Regions from separate parts of the Capra hircus genome. Here region 2 is linked to region 1. Evidence: chromatin contacts called from public Hi-C data. All regions are on one chromosome and are shown on one strand. The core of a region is the stretch at or near the end of the contact, and the rest is flanking DNA. Distances in the headings are between cores, read along the strand shown.

Region 1 (5,422 bases), core at 1,338-3,837:
GTATCAGGTTCAGGAATCCAACCTGATGATTTGAGACGTGTATACACTGCGATGTGATCACCGCCACAAGACAACATCCATCAGTCCATCACCAGGCACAGCTGCGAGGTTTCTCCTGTGATGACGGTGTTTAAGATCACGTTCAATACACATTATTAACTACAGATGAGCACAGAGCCGACGCTTCCTTAGCGCCGAGGCAGGCGGAGCTCTCAGTGCTTTCTTGTGCATTTACTGAAGACACCCTGTCCACAGTCCTCTGCGGAGGTGCTGCTCTTGTCCCCATTTCACAGAGGGGCACACTGAGTTCACGTGGCGGCAGAGAGACGCAGGGCAGCAGGTCAGGGGCAGTGAGCAAGTGAGGGCTGCCCTGGGATGGAGCCCCATGTGCACACCCCATTCGGAGGGGACGGCTGGGCTCCTCTCTCCAATCAGAACAGGATCCCGGGAGGAAAGCGCCCCCTGGGAGAGGAACCAAAGGGACACAGAAAGAACACACAGGGAGCTCATAGAGAGCGCAGCGGAGGCCACCTGGAGAACCGCCCTTCCTGCCTGACACTGGGGAGGGCTCCGCCGTCTGGTAGAAGTCCTGAGCTGGTGACAGGTGGGGGAATAGCAGTGATGGGCAGGCGTCGGAGCGGGAGGGCCGGCGGAGACACCAGGGCACACGGACGCTCGAGCTTGGACGGGCAGCGCGCTCCGGAACCGCACCTGCAGCTGTGAGGCTGCAGTGCAGCAGCAGGTCTGCTCCTGGCTCTTCACTGCGGCCCTCACTCGTGGCTCACGGCTCGGTCCCCACGGGGGACGGTGAAGTAAACGGTGCTCGCTTTGTACGCTGGCATACGTGTGGCCACAGAGACACACTGTGGAAGCCTTGTACACACGGATATGGACTGATCCACAAGGCGCAGTGAGGAAAGCGCAAGGCGTCTAGCGTGTGCGCGCTCAGCGGCGTCCGACTCTTTCAGACCCTGTGGACTGCAGCCCGCCAGGCTCCTCTGTCCATGGGATTCTCCAGGCAAGAATGCTGGAGTGGGCTGCCATTCCCTTCTCAGGAGGTTGATCCCAACCCAGGTGTTGAACCCGAGTCTTCTGCACTGGCGGGCGGGTTCTTTACCACTGAGCCATCTGCTGGCCACAACACCAAAGGCACGTTCCTTAAGAAGAAAAAAGGGATGAACTGGACCTCAGCAAAATGAACGCTGTGTGCTCCGCAAGAGACTCTGCCTCCAGGATGAAAAGACAAGCCTCCAGCCGGGAGAAAGGACTTCCAACCCCGTCTCTAGGAGAACTTGTATCTAGAGTACTCAGAGAACACTCTAAGGCCGACAGCGAGAAACCTAACAGCTCAGCTGGGAAGTGGGCAGAGAGTCTCAACACAGAGTTCTCCAAAGCCGGATGGCAAATAAGCACGAGAGAAGACGTTCCACATTGCTAGCCACTGGGGAAACGCAAAATGGGGCTCTGATTAGATAGTACTAGAAACCTACCGAAAAGGCTTAAAAAAAGAAAGAAAGAAACAAAAAGTAATAGTATCCAGGGCTGACAAGGGCACAAAGCAACCGGAACTCACACACTGGTGGGTAAGAAGGTACAGCAATCTGGAAAAGAGTGGGGCAGTTTCTCAGCCATTAAACTCAGGCTTACATACAACTCAGCAATTGCACTTCTGGGTATTTCTCCTAGGAAAGCCAAGACTTTAGGCTCATATGAAAATCTGTATGCGAACATACACATCAGCTGGATTTGTAAGAACCAGAATCTGGAAACCACCCAACTGCCCTTCAACAGGTGACTGAATAAACGCCCTGGGTGCACCATTGAATGGAATACTGCGGAGCAATCAACAGGGATGAGTTAGTGATACGCAACCAGTTAAATGGGTCTCAAAGGCACTGTTCTGAGCAAAAAAAAAAAAAAAATGCCGACCTCAGAAAGTTACGTACTGTATGATTCCATCTATAACACTGTCAGAGTGATATAATCACAGAGATAACAGATCAGTAGTTGCCAGGGCATGGGGCTGGGGAAAGGATGTGATTACAAAGCGTTTAGTGTGCGAGAATTTCTTTGTGGGGATTGGAACAGTTCTATATCCTGATGGTTACAACATCTATCCATGTGATAAAATTTCACAGAACTATGTACCAGAAAACAAAACAATTACTACATGTAAAAACTGGTGAAATCCAAATAAGGTCTGATTTTGAGTTAATAATACTGCACCAATGTCAGTTTCCTGGTTTTGACAATGCACCGTGATTATGTAAGATGTTATCTCAGTGGGGAGCTGGGGGAAGCAGGGGAAAGGTCCATGGGAACTCGTTGTACTATTTTTGCAACCTCTCGTGAGTCTTAAAGTATCTCAAAATGGAAAAAAAAAATTAAGTAGTATTGTTTTGGGGCTACTTGGCTCAATTTGCTATTTTTGCCGTAAGAAAAAAAAATAACAAGGTAAAGAATCCGTGTGGAGCGAGGCCCATCTGTGTGATGTGAATGCAGGATTCCTGTCGGTGACAGAACTCGGTATTTCTGGAAACAGACACAGGGACTGGGAATGCTGGGGCCGCGCGGAGGGCAGCTGGGCGGCGGGGCTGCGGGGTGCGGGGGAGACCTGCCCGTTCAGTTTTCCTCTGGAAGCGCCCGCCTTTCGTGCTGTGGCTGTCTCTCACCCTTTACAACGTTTCAGGTCGTTTTTTTGAAACCTGAGAGTGGGATCTGAGGCCCTGGGGGAGAGGAGCTGCCTGCCTGCCTCCAAGAGGCTCCAAGGACAGCCCAGGAGGGAGAGCGGCAGTGTCCTGGGGACCAAGATTTTAGCAGCAAGGTGGCTATTCCACTGAGTTCACAGGAGGCTGGGAACACAGAGGAGGAACTGATGGGGCAGGGAGGGCACCCGCTCCTACTAGCGGGGCTGGGAAGCGATGCCACCCTCATGTCCATGACAACCAGGAGCAGAGTGGCCACACGCGGCCCCCGCAACAGCGGATGCTTGCCAGGCCACTCAGCGGAGCGCTTGCTTCTCAGGCACGACAAGTCCCCATCCCCACGCAGCAACACCCTCTTGAAGCTGGGAGCTCCTGCTCAGGGTCCCCGTGGAGTTTGCAGCCCTACACACCCTCACTGGTTAGGGACCTCCTGCCCTAACCAGACGGACTTGCACTGGGTTCTCGCGGCCAGAATCCACGGGGCAGACGCTGAGCCGGGCCCCAGGGTGAGAATGGGGAGGCCTCCTGGGCTGGTGGAGAGAGACAGGGCTGGGGTGGAGACGGTGGGCAGTGCCCGCCTCCGTACTGTCTCGTGAGCCTGCTGGGAAAGCTTAGGGCAGACAGCATTTGAGATGAATGGCCCCTGCAGGCTCGGACAGTGGGCCCCGGGCTGACCGCGGCTCCAGGGAGCCGTACAGGCCTCATGTCCGTCACCAGGCGGACGGGAACTGGGGATGGGGCGTCCACGGAACCTCCCAGAGCAGTGAGGGAGACCAAGCTGGGCCTCCGTGCGGGGATAAGCGGCCAAGAGGGAAGAGAGAGCCTCGAAGAGAAAGGGACAAACGCTGGGCTGTTCCCCGTCCGGAGCCTGAAAGGAGGCAAAGCTAACCTAAGCGGGGAGAAGTCAGCATCATGGGACCTCTCGGGAAGAGGGGAGGGGAAGGGGCTGGGGGCAGGGCGGAGGAGGAGCCAGCGGCAGTCACATGGGTGTGTGCATCTTCAACGCCTCAGGCACTTATGTTCCATGCCCTCTTCTTTATGCATGTGAGACAAAAGGTTATGAAACAGAGGTTTCTTTAAAAAAAAAAAAAAGGAAGGCCACCTCGAGAATGGGAGAAAGTATTTGCAAATCACCTGTATGATAAGGGGTTAATATCCAGAATACGTAAAGAACTCTTGCAACTCAACAACAACAAAGAGCAAAAACCAGACTTTAAAAATGGTCACAGGAGTTGAGTTGAGTAGACAACTCTCCAAAGAAGATACTCAGATGGCCAAAGAGTACTTGGAGAAATGCTCAGCGGGACCGACTGTTAGCAAAATGCAAATCAGTGAGATACCATGTCCGAGCCATCAGGACGGTGACTGAAATGCCAGGACCAAAGAAGAAGAAGCACCAGAAAGAAACCATCGTCGGGGGCACGTGGAGAAACTGGAACATTTATTTGCACAGCCCTGGGGGGAATGGAAAACAGGATGGCAGTTCCTTAAAACACTAAAAACAGAACTCTCATGTGATCCAGCCGTTCCACTTCTGGACATATATCCGAAAGAACGGACAGCAGAGTCTTGAGGAGGTATTTGTACACCCTTGTTCAGAGCAACATTACTCACAGCCAAAAAGCGGAAGCAACCCAAGGGTGTACGAGCAGAATGTGGTCTCCCCGTACAATGGAATATTATCCAGCCTTTAAAGGGAGGAAACTCTGACACATGCTTACAACATCAGTGAGCCCCGAGGACACGGTGCTCGGGGAAACCAGCGGGTCACAAGAGGACCCATACTGCACGGTCCTGCAATATGAAGTCCTTAGAGCAGTCGAATCCACAGACAGCGAGTCAACGGTGGCTCCCAGGGGGCTGAAGGGGCGGGCGGAGTGGGCATCAGTGGTTAACGGGGCAGAGACTCAGTCTGGGAAGATGAGAAAGCTCTGGAGATGCTGGCGCTGCCGGCTGCGCCATAGTGCGAGTGTACCTAACGCCACTGAACCGGACACACAAAACGGTTAGACTGATAGAGTTCACGTTGTGTCTGTTTTCCCACAGTCAGACTGAGGGCAGGAGGAGGAGGGGACGGCAGAGGATGAGATGGCTGGATGGTATCACAGGCTTGATGGACGTGAGTTTGAGCAACTGGCGTGCTGCAGTCCGTGGGGTCGCAAAGAGTCGGACACGACGGAGCGACTGAACTACAACAAAATCAAGCAAGCCAGTGAAAGGAACACGGACTGGCCTCTAACTGGATCGGAAGCGGGGGCCTGAGACCGGGGCCCGCCGAGCCTGGGCCTCCTCCCCCAGCGAGAGCATGGAAGCAGTGGCCGCGTCTGCAGGGCTGGGGAGGGTCGCAGGTCAGGTGGGCCGGCTCATGGCGGTGAAGGTGTCAGAGCTCTTGTGGCTCCGCGACTTCTCCTCCCAGCCCAAGGTAGGAGGATCTGTGTTCCTTCTCCTCTGCACCCTTCTGCTTTCAGGCCAGAGCTGGGGGTAAAGCAGGAGGCCCCCTGGGAGCGGCGGTCTCACCAAGCAGATTTCTCAATGCCTTCCCAGGCACACCACCTCCTCTGGGCTCCCTTGACGCTGTGCTGAAGGGGTGGGGAGCTCTCCTCCTGGGAGGATCAGACCCCTCCTTCTGGGCCAGTCTCCCTGCCCTATAGCTCCTCCACCCCCACTCCCTGCCAGCAGCTAGATTCAGGTCCAGATGCCACCGTGAACCTGGAGCC
Region 2 (5,422 bases), core at 1,582-4,081, 170 kb before region 1:
CGGCCAGGGTAACAGGGAAGTGGGGAGGGGCGTCTGGCTGGAGGGCGGGGTCGTGAGTCACCTCCTGCTGCCCCTGGGTGGGGTGGGACCCCCAAAGGAGGGTCGACCTCAGTCGGCCAGGCCCTCTCATCCAGCCACTGGGTTGGGGGGCACAGGGGGGCAGTGTGGCGTTGAACTGACCTGGGAAACACACAGAGCACCTAGGGCCCTCCCGGGGGCGGGGGTGGTCCCCTCATGCCAGGTGGGAGCCACCTACCTCGGTCACCATGATCAGCCCCAGAAGGTAGCTGACACAGCATATGGAGGCGATGAAGATCTCTCGATGAAAGCCCTTCCTTAGCAAGGACGGGTGCAGATCAACCAAGGACGTGATCTGTCCTTCCACTTCCACAAACTGGGGAGGGAAGGAGAGCCATGAGCAGCAGGCCAGCAACCCCTTGGCTCAGAGAGGGGTGGGGTCGTGTCCGCGCCGTGGAGGGGCTCAGCGTGCTGAGTCCCGCCCCTCGGGCCAGGCCTGGTGGGCCCTGCACGGCTCTCCAGATAGTCCACGCCCCTGAGACCCCTCCGCCCGGCACACTTGCTGGCCGGTGTGTCAACGCGGGCAACCTCCCGCTTGCGTCTGGGTTTTCCTGGAAGCAGAAGGTGGTGCACTCCTATTCCTGGGCCTTGGGCACCCAGCCGGGCCAGGTACACAGCAGCACGTGAGCTGTGGGTGGTGACCCAGGCAGGTCTGGGCTTCAGTTCCCAGATTGAAGACACTTGGTGGTCTTTAACCCTGTGGGGACCGTGGGCTCCACGGGAGGATTTCGCACACGTTGCATGCACGCCCACAGGCCTATGTGCGTGAGTCCAATGCTGCCTACGATTCCCGGAACTCCCAAAGGTGATAGAAAGGCCAGTCCATAGGTAACCTTTGAGGGTGACCCTCGGTCTTTCTAAACCTTCCCATCGTTGCCCCTAACAATTTATCCTGGGCTGGGGGACGTTCCACGTCAGTCCATGGAGCCGCCTCGGCACTCAGACGGGGGCGCTAACCCCATCCCGTGGATGCGTATCGCAAGGATCTTAGTGGCTTCACGACCTCAAGTGAAGGTGCCCCGCAGACCGATTCCAGCTCCCGTGGCGGCCGACCTGGGCAGGACCATGTCTGTCTGTAGGCACCGCCATCCGCAGCACAGCAGTCTAGAGGTGCAGTTTGGGGTGAAAGGGCACACTGACACATTTTAACTGGAGTGGCCACAGCCAAACGGCTCGGCCAGCCAACACGCCCTCTGAGGTCATCGGAGTCCACTCGACACCCAAAAGCTAAAACCTCAACCCGTCGGCTCTTTCCTCTGGGACAGACACTGGGAGGTTTGCTCCCACAGCCTTCCTGCAAGACACGGCCAACCGCTGGCTTCTCTGGGAAGCATCACGGGAGAATCAGGGAACACACACACACAGCAGGTCCCTCCCGTGAGCTCAAAGGGGCCGGGAGTTCAGAGAAACGATGACCAAGGAGCTCTTGGAAGGGGTCCCAAGAGAACAGCGGGCAGGTGCTCAGACCTCTGATCGATGTCTCAGCCCAAGCGGCGCGGAGTCTAAACTGCCAGTGATCTAGAGCAGACCAGCAGCTCTGACGTTAACCTTGTAAAGGAGTCAGAGAAAGAGGTTCTTTCCCTTTTTGAGATTTGAAAATCAAAGACAGGCAGATCCGGGGTCGCTGAGAGTCAGGGCCAATACCGGCATCAGCCCCTCTTGAGTTTGCTGCGGCCCTGGGGGCACCACGCCCCCTCCGCCAGCCTCTCCAGACCTGACTCAGTTAATAGTGCCACAGCCCCGCCTTCTCAGAGCCTCCACCACTTCCTTCGCTGGAAAGTGAGCGCATCCTGCTGATGCTGAAAAGCCAGGTGGCAGCTGGAGGAAAGGGGGGTTTTGGTGGGGACAGACTTTCTGTTTGGAAAGATGAGAAAGCCCTGGAGATGATGCTGGTGACGGCTATGACGACGTGAGTGTCCTTAATGCACCAAACAAGCACTTACAAATGGGTCTCAGTCGCTCAGTCGTGTCCGACTCTTTGCGACGCTATGGACTGTAGCCCGCCAGCCTCCTCTGTCCAGTGGGATTTTTCCAGGCAAGGACACTGGAGGGGTTTGCCATTCCCTTCTTCAGACAAACTTCCTGACGCAGGGATCAAACCAGCGTCTCCTCCTTTGCAGGTAGGTTCTTTCCCTCTGAGCCGCTGGGGAAGCCCTCAAACATGGCTAAGAGGGTCAATTTCGCGTTATAGGATTTCCCACACGTGGCCCGTGGAGCCTGGTCCCAGTGGACACCTCGCAGGGTAGGCCCTTATCATGGCTGGTGGTGGTGTGTCTGTAAAACCTTCTCCCACGTCCCCAGGTTCACACAGGTGCAGCAGAGGGATCCCAGGGCTCAAATCCCACCACGCCCTGTCCTGGTGCGTCAATTAGGCAGGTCGTTCGGTGCTGCGAGCGCCATGCTCTGAACCAGGAGAGCTTGCTCAGGGTGACGCTGCCCTGGAGAGCTTCTGGCTTCCTGAAGTGAAGGGCCGTGGGGGGTCTGGCTCCGAGGCGCACAGCCTCCACCAGGCCCCACCTGCCTCCCAGGGGAAATCTAATGAATAACCACCGGGGCCCCTTCCGCAGCCCAAGAGGCCAGTCTGGAGATGGCCTGCTTTGTCATTTATTAACCTCTTTCTGTCTTCTTTTTTTGGGTTTTGCTGAGAGCTCTGGAAGAGGTTATAAAAGCTGGCTGCTGGGGGCCTCCGAAGGCCAAGCTCATTAACCAAGGCTGATGGATGGGGCCCTCTCTCTGTTTACACAGCTCAGTTCATCAACAACTGCTCAAGTTATTTTTGTCTCCCGTCTCCCAAATGTTTTCCTTCAGTCTTCTCTGCTAATCCTAGTCTTCTTTCTGGCAAACCCTCCGCTCTGCTCTGGACCTTGCTAGCGGACCACCCTCTCTCCCTTGCCTGACCTTCTGAGACTTCCCACCTCCCAGGTCCTGAGTCCCCGGGGGCCCATCTGTTCACTGGCTTCGAGGCTGCTGCCTAGGAGACGGACGGTGGGCAAGGCTCTCTCCTGAAGGGGTAGAGCCCCCACTGATCGCAGGGCCCCAGCTGACCAGACTTTTGTGAGGCATCTGGACCCCCAGCTGGCACACGAGGCTGCCTGTCAGCGACTGACCTCGGATGGAGGCCCTTGGGTGGTCCTGGGCACAGGACTAGCTTGCCCTGCACACCCTAACTGCCCCCTCCTATTTCCAGGGAAAGGTGTCCCAGGGGCTCGCTCTAACGTCCTCTGGGTACCACTTACTGCTTCTAATCAGGAAGCGCGCCTGGCGTATCACCTAAGGCAACGAAGATACAATCATACCCATTTACCAGATGAGGAAACTGAGGCAAGGGTGGAAGAAACGTGTTCAACAAAGCAACACTGTGGGGGCAAGTGAGCCTGGGAACTGAGTTACTCCAAAGGCAGACGCAGCCCCGGCTGACGCACGCGGACACACCCTGGGGAGGGGGAGGCTTAAGCCCTGGAGGGCTGGGACATGGGGGTTAAGAGGCGCAGGGAATGATGACAGGGTAGCAGGGGGTCCTGCTTGTGTGGGGAGGGTGGGGGGGTTAAGCAAGGCTCTGGGGCTCGGTTTCCCTGTGGGGGCCAAGCTCGCTGACCCACGTGCCCTAGGAGGTGGTGAGCACAGCCCGGTTCCAGCTTCCGTGGCTGCGCTCAGGACTGTCAGTGGCCACTCACGCCCCGGACAGCCGTGTCGGCCGCCTGCCCGAACGGCCTGTGTGCTGGGTCCCGCTGGGGCCTGCCTGGGGGCTCTGCGCTCCGCGGCGCGTGCCACCAACTATGGTCTCGCCCTTCTCCTTGTACCCCTGGGCCCACACCCAAGAGTGTCTCTCTCTCCCCCGCTGAGGTCAAAGGCTCGAGCTTTGGCGCAGATGACATCCTGCTGCCGCCCTGGGCCGTTCCCTCCCCCGGGGTCCAGGAACCCTCGCTGGCTGCAGCTGCTGCGGGCTGTGTGTGTGTGTGTGTGTGTGTGTGTGTGTGTGTGTGTGTTGGGGGTTGCCACCAGCTCATCACAGCACAGAGGGAGGCTCTGCCAGAACCAGGTTTCTGGGGGGGGCCTTTCCTCCCTCGCCCAGGGGCAGACCTGCCTGGGGACCATCCCCTCGCTCTGCACATACCTGGCTATCCAGTCCAAGCAAGAGAAGCATAATGAAAAAAAGGATGGACCAAAATGTGGGCAGCGGCATCATCGTCACGGCTTTCGGGTAGGCGATGAAGGCCAGGCCAGGACCTAAGGGGAGAGAAGATGGGGGGGCGGGGAGAGGGGGTCATCAGTGCCCGAGCTGCCCCGAGCCCCGGAGCCATACAAGACACTCGGGGTCCGGGACGGGTCTCCCCAGTCCCCGATGCAGGGGCCCGCCTGGGGTGAGAGACCAGGCCTGTTCTCATTCGGGATGGGACGCGCCGGGGCTCAGGCGGGGGCCCGTTTTAGCATCTGTCTCCTACGCAGCTGCACTGCTGGCCTCCTCAGGCCCCAGGCTCTGGGCGGACACCGGTTATGGGAGTGGCAGACGGGACCGAGCTGGGACTCGGTCTGCCAGCTGGGGAAAGGAGGGGCTCCCCCTCCCCCAAAACCAGAGACCCGCACCAACGTTTGCTGGAAGGAAGCAAAACCAGGGAGTGCTCCGGTTATCTGACCACCAATCCCGGTTTGCAGAGACAAGCTTTCCACTGAAACAATGACCGCGTGGCCAGAAAAAAGAACCCAGAACCACGCCCTGCGGGGCCCACGTGTCTCCGGGGTGCATCTGTGCACCCACCCGAGCACCATGACAGCTGAGGCCCAAAGCTGGGGGAGGGGTGAGCAGGGTAAGACCCCAGGCGGGCAGCCCCCTGGCCGCTGTGCAGTCCTCCGCCCAGCACCTCCTCTCTCCACATCACCACGCAACCTCACGGGGCAGTCTCCCTGCAGGGGTTGGGGGCAGGCTCCCGTAAGTGAACCCCAAGGAGGCTTCTCCTGCTCAGAATATTGGGTGCTGGGGCCACTTCCTTGGCAAAGGGCTCTGGTCTCCAGGGGGTGCTCTGACATATTCTCAGGGAGAATTCCCACCAGCTCTGGGGGGTGCCTCCAATTGCAAACGTTCCCTCCCACCTCCAGCTGGGCCTGAGAGAAGACAACCGGGAGAAGGGCTGAGTTGTAACTGAGACCTGTGGGTCTCCCAGAGGGTTGGGGGCCGCAAAAGAGAGAAGGGCTAGGGCTAAAGAAAAAATATACAGTAAAATCCACAACTAAAAAAAAAAAAAAAAGTCAAGAAATGTGAAACAAACAGGGCTGGAGGACAGGATATTTAAAACAGTAAAACAGGGGTCGGGAACAAAATGAATGGTCTAAGAAAGAAAAACAAAAA

Evidence for each region. A called contact is a pair of places that touch in the nucleus more often than the background predicts.
Region 2: a Hi-C map of blood shows a contact between it and region 1, with 3 times the contacts expected there. The contact joins two enhancer-like sites. A contact is called at or near these places in 2 of 5 Hi-C or Micro-C datasets (both in blood).

The regions. Positions count from the first base shown.
Region 1 is chr22:57,909,649-57,915,070 of ARS1.2, forward strand. No RefSeq gene overlaps it. Among named protein-coding and RNA genes, the nearest start is that of LSM3, 64 kb to the right of the region's middle. Within about 2 kb of position 2,588, at least 1 of the 5 cell types and tissues checked has an H3K27ac peak or open chromatin away from gene starts, as enhancers often do.
Region 2 is chr22:57,738,695-57,744,116 of ARS1.2, forward strand. SLC6A6 (sodium- and chloride-dependent taurine transporter) reads right to left here. Exons shown (of 14, transcript XM_018067225.1): 9 at 4,193-4,305; 10 at 257-394. Among named protein-coding and RNA genes, the nearest start is that of SLC6A6, 70 kb to the right of the region's middle. Within about 2 kb of position 2,832, at least 1 of the 5 cell types and tissues checked has an H3K27ac peak or open chromatin away from gene starts, as enhancers often do.